2 separate regions of the Ovis aries genome follow, and region 1 is linked to region 2. A link is a contact called in public Hi-C data. All regions are on one chromosome and are shown on one strand. The core of a region is the stretch at or near the end of the contact, and the rest is flanking DNA. Distances in the headings are between cores, read along the strand shown.

Region 1 (3,321 bases), core at 25-2,524, 65 kb after region 2:
TGGCCCGGTGGCCGCGAGGGTCGGAGCCAGCGCCGGGCCCAGCCCTCGGCTGACTCCCCGGCGCGGCCCTGGAGCTGAAAGAATGAGCGCGCAAGTTAGAACTCGCCTGCGCTTTCGACATCTCCGAGCTGCTGCCGGTAGAGCAGGCAGCGAACTAGAAAAAGTCGGTCCAGTTCGCCCCCTAGCCCCAGGCGAGCCGCGCTCCCTCCAGCCGAGACGGCGGCTGCGGGCCAGGGAGGCCGAAGGGCACTGCAATCGGGGAACCGGAGCAGCCCCCCTCCCAGAGTGCCACCCCCCGCCCCGAGCCCTCGCCTACCCTACAGAGGTGTTGCCAGCCCCACCTCAGCGGACCCCTCCCGGGGAAGGGTCCCCGGCCCGGGCCTGGATGGAACGGAGTGGGGGCTCCCCGGGCCTCGGAACGAGGCACCTTCGACGATGTCCCCTCCGAGTCTGGGACCTACCGGGCTATGCCACCAGCGAGGCTGCCCCGCCGCTCGCCCGCCAGCTCTGGGGTCGGAGGATCGCGCCCCGCCAGTGGGAGTGCGCCGGCCGGAGTTTGACAGGGAGGCGGGCGGGGGCGGGGGGTGTCAGCGCCAGAAGCAGATGTCAGCATCTGGATGGGGGTGGAAGCGGCAGCACTGCCCAAACGCCAGCCGTCAGCAGGCACCCAGCTCCCCCATCACCTATGCAGCCAAAGAGGAAGGACAGGGAGCCGCCTCCACAGGGCCAGCCCTCCGTTCCGGAGGCCGTGCACCGGGTGTCTCGGGCTTCCACTGCACCCACTCTCCCGCCCCGCGAAGCTCCCCCGAGGCGCCCGACTCGGCGATTACCTTGAATGGCAACGATCCCCGGCGATCGGGTCTGTCCCCGCGCCCAGCGTGGGTCGGGATGGAGCAAACGACCAACTCCCAGCAAAAAAAAAAAAAAAAAAAGTGGTCCTCGCCGGCGCCAAAGTTCCGAGGCTTCACGCGCACCCCAGGCTGCGGAGGCGCGCAGGCATGACGCCCGCGGGCTGCGCTCGGATTTGGGGAGCGGGAGGAAGAAAGGAGTTGGGCTTGGCGTTTCCTCCACCAAACTTCGCTCGCAACTTGCGAACGACTGGAGCGCGGAGGAAAGCCGCGGCCTCGGGGCGCCCGGGCCCCGCCAGCCTGGAAAGGAGTCGCCGCGCCGGGCCAGCTACGCCGCGCGCAGACCCCGCGGCGCCCGAGCTTTGTGGCGGCCGCGCTCACTCCCTTGCTCGCCCGCCCGCCGGCTCGGCTCTCCGCGGCGTTCTCCGAGGCTGCCGCCGCCGCCGCCGCCCCCTCCCGGCGGGTCACGCCCCCGCTGAAACCCGAGCCGTTTCCTGGACGGCGGCGCCCGCTCTGCCAATCAGCGCCGCGCGCCCCGCCGCCCCGACTCGGCGCGGCTCCCGACGCCTGCGAGCGGCCCCGAGACCCCGGCGGGGAGGGCGAGGGGCCCCGGGCCGCACCGGGGCGCAGAGGGGCAGCAGGCAGCATCCTCCGTGGATGCGGCCGGGGCCCGCGCCCCCTTCCTCCCCTGGGCAGTTCGCCTGATCCACGGTTTGCCGGGTGGTTACGTTACGCTGTCTCGTTTCAAGTCAAAACAAATGACAGAAAGCCTGCTCTCTACCCACCCCTACCCGCGGCCACGAGACTTTAAACTGCATCTGCGTGGTATTGGGGCGCGTGGGGGAGAAATAGAATGCAACTGAAACTTTGAGACGAGAGAAAGTAACCTGGGGCATGCCTGTCTGCCCATCAAAACGATAGCGATGAGCAGAGAAGCGAGTGTTTACGGAGGTTCTGCTATAGGCAGGGCGCACGGAGTAGAGTCTCCTTTTTCAACCGCACAGCCACCCTGCAGAGTAATAGTCCCAGTTTCTGCTAAGGAAACAGGTTGAGAGATGTTATTTGTCCAGGGTTAACCAGCTGGTTAATGGCAGCAGCTGAGCCTGACTTTGAATCTGGCTGTCTTAGGGAAAAGTTCAAAACTGAGGGGGAAAAATAGTGTTTGGTGCTATGTATTTGGATCAATAAATTCGGAAGATTCTAAGGACTCAACTCTGCTATAAATAGCTGTATGACCTTAAGCAAATCAATTCCTCTCTCTGAATCTTAAGATTCTTCAACTAAATGCCAAGCTGTAACTGGTTAAAGTTCATATCTTCCATTTACCTTTTCCACTAGGCTGTGTCTACGGGATAATTTATTCTTTAACATACTTGCTCTCCTTCCCCACTCATCCAGCTCCCAAGCAGTGGTGCCTTAAGTCCAAGACAATATAGATAAAAACCTTAATTATTTTTTCTTAGAAAAGGTCATTAAACCCAGAAGTGCTTTGGAGTCCTAAAGATGGATGGAGCAGCAGTACCAAATTGACCTGGGAAATCGACTTTTCCTGCATTTAGAAAGGCAGTTGCTTATGGGTCATTGACACTGCACACTTCACAACATTTACGAAAATATTTTTTCAGGGTGCCACATCATTAGAAAATCATTCTTCTTCACAATACCTCTCAGAGAACTTTTATGTAAAATTACCGAAACACCAAGAGTACAGATCCGTTGAAATGCTTCAGGCGAATGGCTCTGAAATTCTGTTCTGGAAATGTGACAGCAAAAGTAATAGTCTGAGTCTCAAGCAAAATAAAATAATCAGTTCCTATGCTTAGGGGCAGGCTATGGTTTTTGGTCAAGTCTTTTAACCTGGATCAGTCCCATTATCATTTAATTCACGGAGACACCTTAGCCAGGTGACCTCAACCATCTCCCACACCTGAGTTGTTCTGACCACATCAATGCTTTTCAATGTCTCAGACCAGGCTGAGTGTCTGCCTGCTTGGAGGCTGGCACTTACAACTTTATATTCCCCACCAGTGGGGAACTCAAGTCTCTCAGGACAGATTCCTTTCCCATCCTGCAAGGAATCCATCAGCCATTGAAAATGCTGTTAACACGTTCTCACATAAATTACTGGTGCAGGAAGCTGCCATCCCTACCCATTGTTCATCAGTGGCTCTGTGTACCCTGAATGAAAAGGAAGCCTTCCGCTGAAAATGACAAATAAGAACACCTACTTCAGTGTCCAGATGCAGTCTGCAGAATTTATTCTTTATAGGAATAAAAAGACACCCATCCATCAAAAGCCCCTTATTCCCTTAAGAGTGTCCGTTTTCAAGTGAGTGAAGCCCGCAAGCCCACAACAGCAAACTCTTTGGTTTAGAGAAAAGCAAAACCATGTTTGGAATTTAAAAAAAAAAAAAAAAAATCCTGTCATCATATTTAGGCTTCAAGTGACCTCAGAGGGTCTAGGAAAGCTTTC
Region 2 (3,464 bases), core at 602-3,101:
CAGCTTAACATCTCAGGGACTAACTTTTGAGGTCACCCTGAATTCCAAAATGGCACCTATAGGCAGTGTCTCCCCGCACCTTTCTAAGATGCTCTGGGGAAGATTTACAGCCCTTGTTTTGAAAAGAAAATAAACTAAAATCTAAAGCCAAAAGTAACGAACAACTGGTTTCATCCCTTTGCTGTGGAATTCACTCCATTTGGTCATTCTTTGTCCCACGCCCTGTTCACCTCCCTGGTAAGTACTACGGGTCGCTGTGCGTCCCACCTAGACGCACAGGCCAACGCTCCTCAGCTTATTCAGATGTGGCACCAAAAGAAACACAAAGCAACACTGGTTCACAAATCCTGGCACCGTCTCAGACCGTCTTCAAGGAGGCCCCACAGTGGGTAAGCCAGCAATTACTTTCCACCCTCGCTTGTCTGCGTCTCTCTAGGGAAACTTTCCAGTTCAGGGGTGGTCTTTACAGAAACCCTGCAGAGGCAACCGCATCAAGATGCAGAACAACTACATAAGGTTCCTCAAGAATCAAGTAACAGACCAGCCTGCTGCACGATCTTGTCCACAAAGATAGTCCACATAATCACAAACGGACCAGAGCCTCCCTCCACAGCGGCTCGGTCAAGAGTCACACACAGAAAGAGTCCATGCACGAATATCACCCCATGCCCACCTACCTGCACGTACCTGCTCCTGTATCCCTCCCCACACTGTGGGTACCACTGCCTTTAACCTCCAGCCTAAAACATCACCAAGGGAAATGAGGACATCCCAACCAGCCCGATAAACCAAAGATGTCTCCATACCACACCTGAGCATCCCCAAGCATCACACTAGAAACAGCAAATTAGAACGACAGCTATCTAAGCCTTTCTATATGGGGCTTTCAGATTAAAATGTCATTTAGTGGAATTTGTTGGACAGGAGCCAGACCATGTGCAAATTGATTTTACTGCGTAAGCCTGTGGCTGGCCTTTAAAAACTTAAAAAAGAAAAGAAAAAGTGCTAGCAGTTACTCTTTAGCCCATTTCATTCTAGCATCTTCCATCAATTCACAAACACCTTTATTTTTACATTAAAAAGATAGGGTTGCAGAGCCCAAAGAAGGCATTCATGTGCCACGGTTTCACCCACATGGGCTAAGCAAAAGAGCCCAGAAGTCGAGGCTCCTAGTCATGGGGGCAGAAAATCTCAAAACTGGAATCCTTTCAAGCATCACTAGAAACACTCACTGCTCAGCTAAGACGCCATCCCAGTGATGGGCCACTGTGAGCCTCCTGGTCAGGCCTGATGGCCAGGTGGATGCAGCGGGGACCCGCCAGAAGCCAGCAGGGACAGTGCTTTGGTTCAACCCCAGCTCACCCCACGCACGTGAAAAGAACAGAGTTAAGTCCACACACACTCTCCCCACCAGGCCTCCTCCTAAGAGACTTAACAGCCCAAGGGGCGCTGGACACTGCCGGCTGAGCTCACAAAACAGGCTCCTTTGCACCTATCAAATACTGAGGCACTTTACTCCTTCCCGCAGAGAAATGAATGTTAGGTATCAGTTCCTTCTCCGGCTCAGTTTTCCAGTTTTGCGTGTGTGTGTTTGCGTGTTCAAAAGATAAATATTTACAGTGGACCTAAATATTTATTCTTAGAAACAAAGGCACTATAAAATCGTAAATGTCATAAGCCAGATCAACTGAATTTCAAACCAAGTCCCCTTTCTTCAACATGCTTGTTTCTCATAAATCGTTTCACAAGCAAACATTGTGCGTGTAATACCAAATAATGATGCCGTGAACAATGAGGGCTTTCATACGGCACGGCAGCCCTGGTCTGCGCCAGCCTTCAGCAGAGAACTTCATCACTGGGGCAACACTGGCAGGGCCCACGATGGAGCTGCAGTCTTGTTTTACTTGTGGTCAACGTGCTGCTCTGCTCCAGTTATTAAGTTATTCCATTGCTATCCGGACTATGTTCACCCAAAAAAAGAAAAAAAAAAAAGCACCATCTTCCCAATGGTTTCATGTTATTGCATTTGCAAATTACAGCATACCAAACGTTACCGCTTACAGTGGTGAATTCATCCTTTCAAATTTTCTCACCTTATACAAAATAACCTCTGAGCCACCCCCTCTCCCCCTCGGCCCTTTCTCACTTTGGGTACAAAAACTGCAAGCTGGATCGCTCTGTAATCGAAACCTTACACCGCCTTCCAAAACTTATTACAGCTGCCTTCAGTATAAAATGAAACCTTAGAGAATGTTATTTAAAATGTTTTTAAAAAGTCAGTAGGCCTCATGTTTCGTTTCTCCACATCAGGCTTTGATTTCCTTTGCAACCTTATTCTCTGCCCTTAAACAAGTCGGAGAATGAGGCCTGAAGCATCTTGGAAGAGATCCCAGGATGCCAGGCTCTGCCAAGAACGGCGTTCCCCTTTCTCAGATCCTTCAGCAACCACTCTTCCCTTGAGTCCATCAGACCCCCAAGAACGGGGATCACTAGTGAGAGGATGACAGCGCCCGGACTCCCGTTCTAACTTCTGAAAAACTGGGGTGAGCATGGGGTGCAGATAGCAGGTAGAAGAGCAGGCTGGGGGGCAGCCCCAGGAAGCGGGCAGTCCCTCTAAGGCCCAGGCCAGCAGGCACTAGGAAAGCAGGACAAAGCCAGGGCCAGGAAAATGGGCATGAAGCCCCTCCAAGAGCAAACGTGCTCTCCTCAGCCCTGGGGGTACACCAATGCCCTTGGGTCTACAACTCTTGAGGGGGGCAGCAAGCTGATACAAAAGAATTTGTTGTTGTTCAGTTGCTAAATCGTGTCCGACTCTTTGCAACCCCATGGACTGTGTGGTCCGCCAGGCTCCTCTGTCCATGGGATTTCCCAGGCAAGAATAGTGGAGCGGGTTGCCATTTCCTCCTCCCAGGGACCTGCCTGGACCAGGGATCGATCCCACGTGTCCCGCATTGGCAGACGGAATTCTTTACCACTAAGCCACCAGGGAAGCCCATAAAAAGAATCAGTCAGTGAATTCTCTCTGGATGAGAGAATTAAACCTAGAGCTGGCCCATCTCCTGTTCTGTAATCACAGAAGTCATATCTCCTCTACCAGGAAGGATTTCCTTTTAGGCAGCATGTTTAACGCACAGATATTATAGAAACCAGATTTTGCTCTTTATAAGGGGAGCGATATATGTGTACAGAAAAGCCAACAGGCATCTCATATCTGTGTTTTTACTGAAATGTTTAAAAATACATATTCTGAGTTCAGCAGGTTACTGATGTACAGTGCATGGGCCGGAAGGAAGATGAGCACCCTTACAGTAGAGATTCTGAGGTCCCTGCATAAGCTCCAAATTTAGACAGAATGGAAGGCAGTCCAAAGGGTGTGGCTGCGGCCGATGGGACAGTTGGCTGCCTTGCTGGAATGAGGTTCCACCAAATAAACGTGTAGTAAGCACAGCCTGGAGTACTTTAAA

What was found. A called contact is a pair of places that touch in the nucleus more often than the background predicts.
Region 1: a contact with region 2 is called in a Hi-C map of hypothalamus, with 3 times the contacts expected there. The contact joins the promoter of FGFR2 here to the enhancer-like site in region 2. A contact is called at or near these places in 3 of 16 Hi-C or Micro-C datasets (hypothalamus, liver and skin fibroblasts).

Annotation. Positions count from the first base shown.
Region 1 is chr22:41,089,755-41,093,075 of ARS-UI_Ramb_v3.0, forward strand. FGFR2 (fibroblast growth factor receptor 2) reads right to left here and starts at 1,275. Exons shown (of 17, transcript XM_060404525.1): 1 at 831-1,275.
Region 2 is chr22:41,023,915-41,027,378 of ARS-UI_Ramb_v3.0, forward strand. The region is part of intron 5 of FGFR2 (fibroblast growth factor receptor 2); the gene reads right to left. Among named protein-coding and RNA genes, the nearest start is that of FGFR2, 65 kb to the right of the region's middle. Within about 2 kb of position 1,852, at least 11 of the 54 cell types and tissues checked have an H3K27ac peak or open chromatin away from gene starts, as enhancers often do. A contact at or near this core is called in hypothalamus, where this site is marked.